Linked DNA regions of Triticum aestivum: region 2 is linked to region 1. Evidence: chromatin contacts called from public Hi-C data. All regions are on one chromosome and are shown on one strand. Each heading gives the region's core, a stretch centred on a gene start, on an enhancer-like site or on the middle of the called end of the contact. The rest is flanking DNA. Distances are from core to core; before and after follow the strand shown.

Evidence for each region. A called contact is a pair of places that touch in the nucleus more often than the background predicts.
Region 2: a contact with region 1 is called in a Hi-C map of leaf, with 5 times the contacts expected there. The contact joins the promoter of LOC123062764 here to the promoter of LOC123062762 in region 1. A contact is called at or near these places in 2 of 5 Hi-C or Micro-C datasets (both in leaf).

Annotation. Positions count from the first base shown.
Region 1 is chr3A:633,338,479-633,343,800 of IWGSC CS RefSeq v2.1, reverse strand. It overlaps LOC123062762, which reads left to right and starts at 2,614. Exons shown (of 9, transcript XM_044486412.1): 1 at 2,614-2,893; 2 at 4,031-4,149. The coding sequence starts at 2,751.
Region 2 is chr3A:634,181,573-634,186,894 of IWGSC CS RefSeq v2.1, reverse strand. LOC123062764 reads left to right here and starts at 2,185. Exons shown (of 5, transcript XM_044486415.1): 1 at 2,185-2,854; 2 at 3,605-4,063; 3 at 4,164-4,541; 4 at 4,623-4,690. The coding sequence starts at 2,399.

The DNA.
Region 1 (5,322 bases), core at 1,365-3,864:
ATGACAAGTGGACCATAGGGACAGTAAAGTGTGGCAAAAATCAAATACATACCAACTAAAGTATGGGTGCCAAACTTTGGCTTGGCAAACTGTGGCTTGAAACCAAACAACCTCTTAGGCTCCGCAGCACTGGCGATTGTCTCGCCTCTGCAGTTTCGTATAACTGCAGCTACTGCTCCACTTCCACCCATAAAGAAAGTTGCATCTGTATTCAACTCATAATATTTTGGAGAGAGTTTTTTCCATCTTATAGTTGGCGGTGGAGTACCCGTAAAATGGCATAATTGATAGTTATTGCCTAAATGGCAAACAGAGTGTTCCTCGCATTTTTTAGTTTGTGATTTTTTTTAAATTCATGGACATTATTGAATTCATGTTTTTTTAAAATTTTCTTACTTTTAAAAAACATTTTTTTCAAAAGTCAACGAGATCGAGGGATTTGGAAAACCAGTCCCTTTTTTAGAATCACTAGCAAAAGAGTTCGTGCGTTGCAACGGGAGAGAAAATATAACACACACTCTTAACTCAACAACCATCACTCAAGACCACAATAGGTCCATCTCCTGTATTTTTACGAGGCATCATATTTGTGTTGCCGCTTATCCTCCTTCTCACCCTCGCTGGCGATGGTCTCGGTGTTCACACAAAAGAACAAAAAACGTGTGTTGAATATGGTCAATCCTAAGGCGTCTCTCTCTCTCCCTCTCTCCTCCCTCTCCCTCTCTCTCGCACGCACTCGCTTTCTCTCACTCTCGCGATGAAAAATCTGTTGTTTTCCCTGCGACATTTTTCAGAGGTATGCATGTGTAGTTATCGTTGTTTTCTTTTCTGTATATGATTATAGTGGGGTGTTTATTTGCAATTCGGGTCGCTGCCGGTATGAAAAAAATGAATCTTGCGCTATAAATTATAAGTTTGGTTCCATAACAATATTTAAAAAAATATTTAACAGGTAAAATTAACATCATATTTAGATTCCACACATTTTTTTAATAAAATTTCATATATAATATGTTAAAATCAAAGTTACGGTTTAAAAGATACAAATAATTTAGAAAATCATTTGGTTTGACTCTTCCAAGATAATATTTAAAAATACTTAATAGGTAAAAATAATCTCATATTCATATTCTACATATTTTTCTAATCAAATTTTATATATAACATGTTCAAATCGGAGTTACGGTTTAAAAGATATGAATGATTTTAAAAAGCATTTATTTGACTTAAATATGATCCGCGGATGAATTACCTAAAACATCAGGGGGGTTTTGAAAAATGTAAAATAACGGTTTAGGTGTGACTTAAATCCGAACGGCGAGTTGATTTCAAGAAAAGACAGGGACTTTCGTGTAAAACACGAAAATAACGATTCGTTTTAACTTAAAACAGGACTGTGGTTTGAATTCTCTGAAATTGAGGAACTTTTCTGAAAGATGCCATGATGGACGAAAGAAATCTAATTTATTTTATTATTAGGTAAAGATTTGGGAAAACACTCGAGCGTCGGCCTTCTTCTTGGGTTGGCCCACGAACGGTGGCTTGTGGGCGCCAAGAAGCTCAATCGGTATATGAGAGCAACTAGTAAATGATCACTCCTTCGGGAGTCTCCGAACGATCACTTGAAGGTGGGTTGAGAGCGCTATGAGCATTTTCTATGGTTCTTTATTTTATTTTTCGCACGCACATTTGGTTTTTTAGGCTGTTTTTTTGGCTTTTTGTTTTTTCAATGGTCTTTCTTAGCTTTTGGACAAAAAAATGTTAAAAAAATTAGCGAGAAAAAACTTTTCTTCACTTTCGCGAGAGGCACTGTGCCTTTTGAAAAAAAAACATGTTTTTTTTTCTTTCGCGAGAGGCACGGTTTAACTTTCACAAGAGGCATAGTTTTGGTTCCGCGAGAGGCATGGTTATGCCTCTCGAAAAGGAAAAAACATGTTTTTTTTTCGTGAGAGGCATGGTTTTGCTCCCGCGGGAGGCACTCGGATACTAAAAAAAATATGTATTTTCTACTTCTTTTCTTTTTCCGTGAGAAGGCATGGCCGTGCCTCTCGAAAACGGGAAAAAACACATTTTTTCCTTCCATGTAAGATACAGTTTTACTTCTGCGAGAGACATGACCGTGCTTCTCGGAAACTGAAAAAAATTTGTTTTCTATTTTTCTTCTTTTACAAGAGGCATGGGTTTTTCATCTCGTTTTTTATGGGAAAAAAGTTCGTCAAAATCTATCAACATGCGATCTAGTTTTGAAGAATTCGACGCGATGAATTCAATGGTGAAAACAGTTTGAGATTTGGACAATCTCGACGTGAGGAATCCAACGATAAAAACGGTTTAAGATTTGGACGCACGCTTTAATAGATAAAATATTTTAAATAATTGAATTTTCGAAAAAGGGGAAAACTCTCATTTTTTAGGGTAAATAATTGGATTTTCGAAAAGGGAAAAACTCTCGTTTTTTCTTTAGGGGAGGGAAAAACTCTCGTGCTACGATAAGTCGAAGGAGTACTCCTAAATTTGGCCCGTGTAGTAAGCGTGCCGTGCCTGACACACTCTAGCCAGGTCAGGCCGTGCCAGCCCATCTGGCCAGGTCTGACTCCATGACAGGCCCAAAGGGGAGCGGTAGAAGCGTCTAGCACTCTCCACTGACTCCGTGGGCGTTCGTCAAGCCGGGCACGGAACGCGCTGCCGCTGCCGCGATCCGGGCGAGCTCCACAAGCCGACGCCGGCGGCGAGGAGGAAGGACGGCTCCGATGGACGCGTCGGGGGAGCTGCAGTGCGTGGGGCGGCTGGAGATCGCCGCGCCCCCGCCGGCGCGCTACCTCCGCGTGGGCTCCCTCCCGGTCCCCACCGACGACTCCGCCTACCTCCCCGCCCTCCTCCCCTCCGCTTCCCCGTGAGCTCCCCCTCCTCTCTATTCTCCGCGCCCCTGCGCTTGTTCGATCGAAGTGGCGCGTGTGCAAGCCTAGGCGCCTCTAGCTGATGCTTCGTGCGATTTGATGGGCTCTGATGCAGGCTCCTGATCGAATCCATAAGGAGGCTGTTCAATCCGAATCACCCGAGCGATTATGTTGCTTAGGGCTTGCGTGTTGAATGCGATTGTGGGATGTCGAGGGCTGTGCTGGCGAATTTGAGGTAGAATGCGATTGGGGGAGAGCATTATCTGCTTTGCTTGTGCAGTTAGAATTGTTCCTGATTGTGATTCGTTTGTGAGGGCTTAAGACGGTACTTGTATAGTAGATCCTGGAGATGAAATGTGAATCCCTTCTTCAGTTACTGGGTTGTTATGATATTATTTTGGGGGAGAGTGACTATGGCGAAATGATCAACCGGCGTGCTTGCTGCTTGCAGCAAAGATCGGTCTAGCGAATGGTGAACACACTGTATCTCATTGTAGCGGTTACAACTTACAAACTAGCAGAACATAGATTTTGTGTTGGAACCTACAACCTAGAGTGGTGGGGGACACTATCTCCACCTTTCTCTTTTCATTTGGACAGCATCAACTAACGAGCATGTAGTCACAATCATGCTGGGAGCCTGGGAAGTGTAAAGTGACGTGTAACTGTTACCGAATGAAATTTCTTGTAGTCCGCAAATGTCCGAGTAGAGCCTGGAGATGAAATGTCAACCGCTTCTTTCGTTAGTGGTTTGTTATGGTATATTTGGGGGCAGAGTGACTATGGTGAAGTGATTACGGGCGGGCTTGCTGCTTTTAGCAACGACGGGTCCAGTGATCGTGAATGCACCGTATATCAATGGAGCGGTTACAACTTGCAAACCTGCAGAATATAGATATTTTTTCTGGAACATAGAATGGTGGTGGACACTATTTCCACACACACACGCGCGTGCGCACCCTCTTTTTTTTTGCATTCAGACAGCATCAGCTAAGGAGTATGTAGGCAAAATCATGTTGGGAAGTGTAAAGTGACACATTACTGCTATCAAATGAGATTTCCCCTTGTCTGCAAATGTCTGAGTAAGGAGAACCACTAGTTTAATCTTGCTCTTATTGTCACAAATATTGTAGGACTGGGACTGGAGCTCCAAGGTATCAAATGCTGCCACTGGAGACTGACCTCAACACGCTCCCCGTGATTCCAAACCTCCCGGAGAAGGTTTTCCCAACGGATGCGAAGAGTACTGAAGGTGACCTCTGTCGAGCCTTCGTTGTTATAGTTTGATCACCAAAACAAGATTCTAGGCTTCTTGGCAATTTGTAGTATAAGGCAGCATTACTGATGGTAAAAACATGCGTGTGCTATTAAAATTATAACTGTTTTAGCGTGTGGTAAGCATATGCGAGTCAAAACTGTCACGATTGGCTGCCTTTTACATGTATCCAAGTGATTTCTCAGCCACACCCTATATAATTAAATGATGTTTGGTATTTACAGTTGATGGATGCTATACCTGTGAAAACTCTAGGTAACATGACCTGGTGAATTATTATTCAAGCATATTTGGTCGGTAGCAATAAACACCCCCCCCCCCCCCCCCCCCCCCCAGGGTACGTTGTTACCGGTTAACAAACTTGTATATGCTTCTTCTTGTGAGTATTACCCTTGTAAATCTGAGGTAAGAAGTGAGGCTGTGAGAGAGTGAAAATACCAGCTTTGGGGTTTGCTATTTCATGTTCATGATACCTTTCTATCTCATCTGATGAGCTTTTGCTGCAGTGGTACATGCAGCAGCAAAACCTTTCAAATAACGGGAATCAGTTTCCCTAAAAAAAAAAAACGGGAATCAGTCTGTTTGAGATACCAGTGTTGTAGTGTAACTGTGTAAAGCACAGGAGGTGAAACTGTAGTAGTCCATGGCGCACAGCAGGAACAGTACATAAATTAGTAATCCAGGAGGAGAGTTAGGCATATTAGGAAAGAGTCCAGAAGAAGATTATGCAAGCTAGAGATATAGAAATAGCTAAGAATCTGTATCATGTTTGGAATTCATAGTAGTGGGTTGTTGTCTTCAAAGGCAGGCAAGAAACATATTTCTCTCTTCCTATTGCTGTCGACAACATCTATCTTCCAGCCCACTAACCTTGTTCTAATTATCTGAAACGGCACTTACCCGCAGGATGCCACCTAGGCCACTGCCACATCATTCCTACAATTTGCAAAAGTGATCTGCTGTCCACCAGTTTTGCTGAAGACAAAATACGGGTGGCGGACTTAAATGCGCCGCGGTGCCGCCTACCGATTATATGGAAAACTAGTGCTCGCATTAATGCATTGATATATTTGGAATTAATAAAAACAGACTAAAGAATATCGGGGTGGTTAGTAGAAAGCCTAGCAAGCCGCTTCAGACAAACAAACA
Region 2 (5,322 bases), core at 936-3,435, 840 kb before region 1:
GGTGGAGCACCTGTCTGAGCACAAATATGCGAAGTGATTACCATGAACTTTAGCCAAAAAAAATTGCATTTTTGAAGACTCCTAAGATGATGCGTCATTTTTTTAGGAAAACATAATTTTTGTTATTGCTTCATATACTCATACATAAACGTTTTAAAAGGAAAAGTGATATGTATTGCCTATCGGGAGCGAGCAAAATCTATTTGGCAATTATAGCATTATCTGTACCTGGCGCACACACCTTCGCTTGTACGTACTAAGTAGGCCGGCCCATATTAGCAACACCAATTTCCTTTACATCGGTTTTGGGAACCTTCTTGAAGGCTCTAGAAGAATCCCTCCTGTTCTTTTCGGGCTGGTTTTTCTTTGGTTTTGGGGGTTGGGCTTTTATGTTTTCCATCCTGTTTTTTTTTTCTGTTTTATTTAATTCAACTTTTTTTAATTTGTGACCAATTTTCAAAATTTTGTTTTTTAAATTAGCATTTTTTCATATTCACAAAATTTTCAAAGATTCACGTTTTATTCAAATTCATGAACTTTATGATAAATTTTTTATTTTTACTAACCCATGCTTTTTAAAATGCATAAATTTGTTTTAAAGTCAGCCAACTTTTTTGATTAAAAGAGCTGAAGTTCATTTTTCCCAAGACAATACCGGAGTAGCAGTAAAATGTGAGAGAGAAGGAAAACAAAGCAAGCCGGTCGAACGAACGAGAGACTAGTGCTGCGAGTGAGCATACCAAAGGGCCATGGCATGTGAGCCTCTGGTGCAAGCCCTTGGCCAACTATCGCTTAATGTGCCGGCGAGGTGGTCTCCGTGAGCGATACCATTGCGGCATTGCCTCTGATCATCTTCGTCCTCCTCATTCGTGAGTCGGCCAATTATGAGCAAGGCGAAGTGGTCATTTTGCCACCCTAGGTTTGTTTTCAACTGTTTTACATATTTTTGTCGAGTTTCATATATTGGTAGGTTTTATTTCATTACAAAAAATATTCCAAAAGTTTAATTATATTCATGGATTGGGAAAAAAATCATGAATTTTAAAATGTTGACGAATTTGATAAAATTTCCATGGATTTGGAAAATGTCCATTAATTGTAAAAAAATGTTTGCGAATTGACAGGTGTTTGTCAGCGAAACAAAATGTTAGGTAACCCAAGGAAAAGTTCATTGATTCAAAAAAATCCACAAATTTGAAAAATGTTTGAGAATCATAGAAAACCACAATTCGAAAAATGTGCAATAATTTAAAATATATCTACGAATGCAATTTTTTGCAAATTTTAATAATATTTGTGATTTCATTTTTTTACCAACTTGAGAAATATTATGTATTTAAATATGTTCATGAATTTGAAATTATTATCAAAGATGTAAAATTGTTCACAAATTTTAAAAACATTCACGAACTCAAAAATCATTGCAGATTTAAAAAATCGTTAATTAAAAAAATAGCAGATTTTAAAATCTTTGTGAATTTTCAAATTGTTCACGAATTAAAGAATGTACGCGAATTTTGAGAAACAAGCTATAGTTTAAAATATATCCATTAATTCAAAAACAAATGCTTGTGAATTTGAAAAAAATCGTGCGAATTTGAAAAATATTTTTTGAATTCAAAATATATTTCCTATTTAGGAAATGTTTGTGAATTTCTCTATGTTCATGAATTTGGAAATGTTATCAAATTTGACCTTTTTGCAGAAATTTAGAAAATATTAACAAATTCGAAAAAGGTTTGGGAACTTTATGGCCCTTCCAAATGCTTCACGGTCTACACGTTCTAAGCATGTCACATAAACAAAATAAACTGACATTGCAAAACAATAAAGAAGTAGATACCGTGCTTTGATGACCCGAGAAGAAACAATGTGCATGAACATATGCAAAACACCTAGTATGCATTATGGGAGTATATATCAATGGCGGTTGTCGAAGTTCAGAAATTGCTAACTGACCACGTTTCATGGACCAACCAAACGGCTCAGGCCCAATAACACATGTGCGTTTGCAGTTCAGTCCATTTCTATCCATGTGCTAAAGTCAGTCAGGCCTGCACAGCCCAAGGAGTTCGGTCCATGCACCGAGAGCAGGACCGAAAACAAAAGCGGCGAGGCAGCGACACACCGGCCCGTCTTATTTTACGCATTTTCAATTCCCGTGGACCCAGCACAGGCTCGAGTCCCCGTGGACCACTCGTGTGCGCCGCGCCAGTTCTCCTTCCACCCTCCTTCCCACCTCATCCCGGCAGCCCCGCGAGATGATAACGCCAAAACCCTAAACCCCACCGCACCGCAACCCAATCCCTTCCGGCCGCCCGCCACCGCCACCGCCACGTCGGCCGGCGGCCTGCCGGAGACCGACCTCCGCTGTCCCCGTCGCCTCAGCCAGCGAGCGATGCACAGGATTCTCCCCCGAGCCGCCTCCTTCCTCGACGCGGCCGCGGCCCCGGCCCGGCCGCTGCTGCCCTCCTCCCGCATGCCCGCGCTCCGCCTGGCGGGCCCGTCCCTCTCCGCTTGCTCGGTGCCGAGCACCGCGCGCCTCCACCCCCTGCCGTGGCTGCGCTGCGGCGGTGGCGGCGCGGTCGCGAGGAGGGGGCTCTGCTGCTCCGCCGAGGCGGCGAGACGCGGGGATGTTGCCGCGGGAGAGGGGGAGGAGGAGGAAGAGGGGAGGGGCTCCAGAGGAGGTGGGGGTCGCAATTCGCCAGAGAGGAAGCAGAGAGGCCGGGGCGATGCGGCGACGGGGAGCGGGGAGCTGCTCGCCATTCCTGGGGTCGGGCCGCGGAACCAGAGGAAGCTCGTTGAGAAGGGATTCGATGGCGTCGCGCCGCTCAAGCAGCTCTATCGGGATAAGGTGCGTGCGTGGGTGGTCTGTTCTGGATTGTTCGTACTGTTTGTCTCTGTTTTATTGTAGTACTAGTTTGCAAAGTATGTAAGCAACACGTATGCTTGGAGTCTTCACCAGTTCCTGTGAATTGCCAGAATTGACATGGTCACATGGAAAATACATTTCTGTTAACATATGTTGCCTGAGAAAATGTCGTCACATACCACCACTTACATGTTAGCTCAAGCAAACTGATATGCTTAGACCTGCATTCTTGTATAGAGTTGGTGTACTGTGAGTGCAAGCAATCACTCTGTCCTTGACGACCAACTCGGCATTAGAATTCTGGTGGTCACTCCTCAGTTTTAGTAATTGAGGCAACACTGGTAAATGCACATTGGCTCCAAAATCTACAGCAGCAATGATTTTAGTCCTAAAGTTTATGCCTACGCCTACCCTGCATCTCACAAACTTCAGATATGCTGTCAAAAACTCAAGATCGTATTGATTGTAGCATTGCATAAAACAGGTTAATTTGATTCCCACTATGTGATCATTGGAGGCGCTGGAGCATTATCACCATGAAATTCTTAAGTTTGAAGGAAAAAAGAAGAAATTACTTTTGTCTGTTACTTTCTGGGTTTGCTTTACTTTATTCTCTTTAGTTCTTTGTCACAATCCTGTCTTATGAATATGATGGTGATTTCCTCACTTAAAATTCTGCTGGTTCAATCTAACTTCAACGCACCTAGAGCTAACACTTCCTGAGTTTTGCAGTTCTTTGGCAAGTCTGATGAGAAGATGGTTGAGTTCTTGCAAAGTTCAGTTGGCATCATACACAAGAACCATGCTGAGAGTATAACTCTGTTCATTAAAGAGAGCGTTGATGAGGAGGTGAAAGACACTGACACATCTAAGCCCTGCAGAAGAAAGAGGCTCACCTTTTGTGTTGAAGGGAATATCAGTGTCGGGAAATCTACATTCCTCCAAAGAATTGCCAACGAGACTATCGAACTACGTGACCTTGTGGAAATAGTACCTGAACCTGTTGCAAAGTGGCAGGATATTGGGCCTGATCATTTTAACATACTTGATGCTTTCTATGCTGAACCACAGAGGTATGCTTACACTTTCCAGAATTACGTCTTTGTGACAAGGGTGATGCAAGAGAGGGAGTCTTCAAGTGGAATAAAGCCTCTCCGGCTGATGGAAAGAAGTGTTTTCAGTGATAGAATGGTAGGTCATATCTTTGCCGAAAACACTAGTTTTCACTTTTGATCTATCCCACTGTAAACATCTTTTCCTATTTAATGAGTAAACTCGTGTTGATTTTCAGGTTTTTGTCCGTGCTGTTCATGAAGCTAAGTGGATGAATGAGATGGAAATCAGCATTTACGATTCCTGGTTCGACCCAGTTGTGTCATCTCTCCCGGGTCTTGTCCCTGATGGTTTTATTTATCTAAGAGCTAGCCCTGACACCTGCCACAAAAGAATGATGGTTCGGAAAAGGTCAGAGGAGGGTGGTGTCAGTCTTGATTACCTTCAAGGTTTGCATGAGAAACATGAGAGCTGGCTACTTCCGTCCAAAGGACAAGGTTCTGGTTTGTTGTCAGTCAGTCAGCTTCCAATTCATATGGAGGGCTCACTACATCCAGAAATACGAGATCAAGTGTTCTTCCTGGAAGGAGATCATATGCATTCTAGTATCCAGAAGGTAACTTTCTCCTACCTTTATTTGCTCAAGTGTGATCTGTAAGGAGTTATTTGGTCACATATTGGTGCTATTCCGAATTAGGTTCCTGCTCTGATCCTGGACTGTGAAAATGACATTGATTTTAACAAGGACATTGAAGCTAAACGACAGTAAGTGATCAGAACCTTTATATTCCTGAGAGCATTGTTTCAGTTTTCTATTTACATTCTTTTATTGTTAAGCAGGCATTAGTTAAGAATATGATATTCTTTGAGCGGAAAGCATTGAAATTAGCGTATTGATCTACATGTTCCAAAATAGAACTCAGTAATGTTGCTGGAATTGTTGCCAACTGAATCCAAATAGGAAAGGTTAAGCTGTGAAGTGTAAACTGACCTAAAAGTAAAATATTCAGTAATTTCTATGTGCTTTTGATACATCTTCAGTTTACTGTTTGTTTTTTTACCTATGTGACACTAGTTCTGTACTATATATCATGCCTGCTACACTGGTACATGTGAATTATCTGAAGTCTAGGTCTGGTTAGATATGAACGGACAACACATATACTTGTAAACAATCTGGATGGCTTATAGGTGATTCTTTGCATATAACTTTCTAATTCCTGTGAAATGCTTTTGAGACCAAGTCCAGCCTTCCTAGGTCTGTATTTATACACTTTGACACTTGTAAGAAAAAGTCGTCACAGGTTCAATTTGTTATCCTTGTGTCCAGGGTGATGGTATTTGTTATTTTGTCTCTTGAATTATTTATGTAGTAATTCCTGATATACTCCTATTGA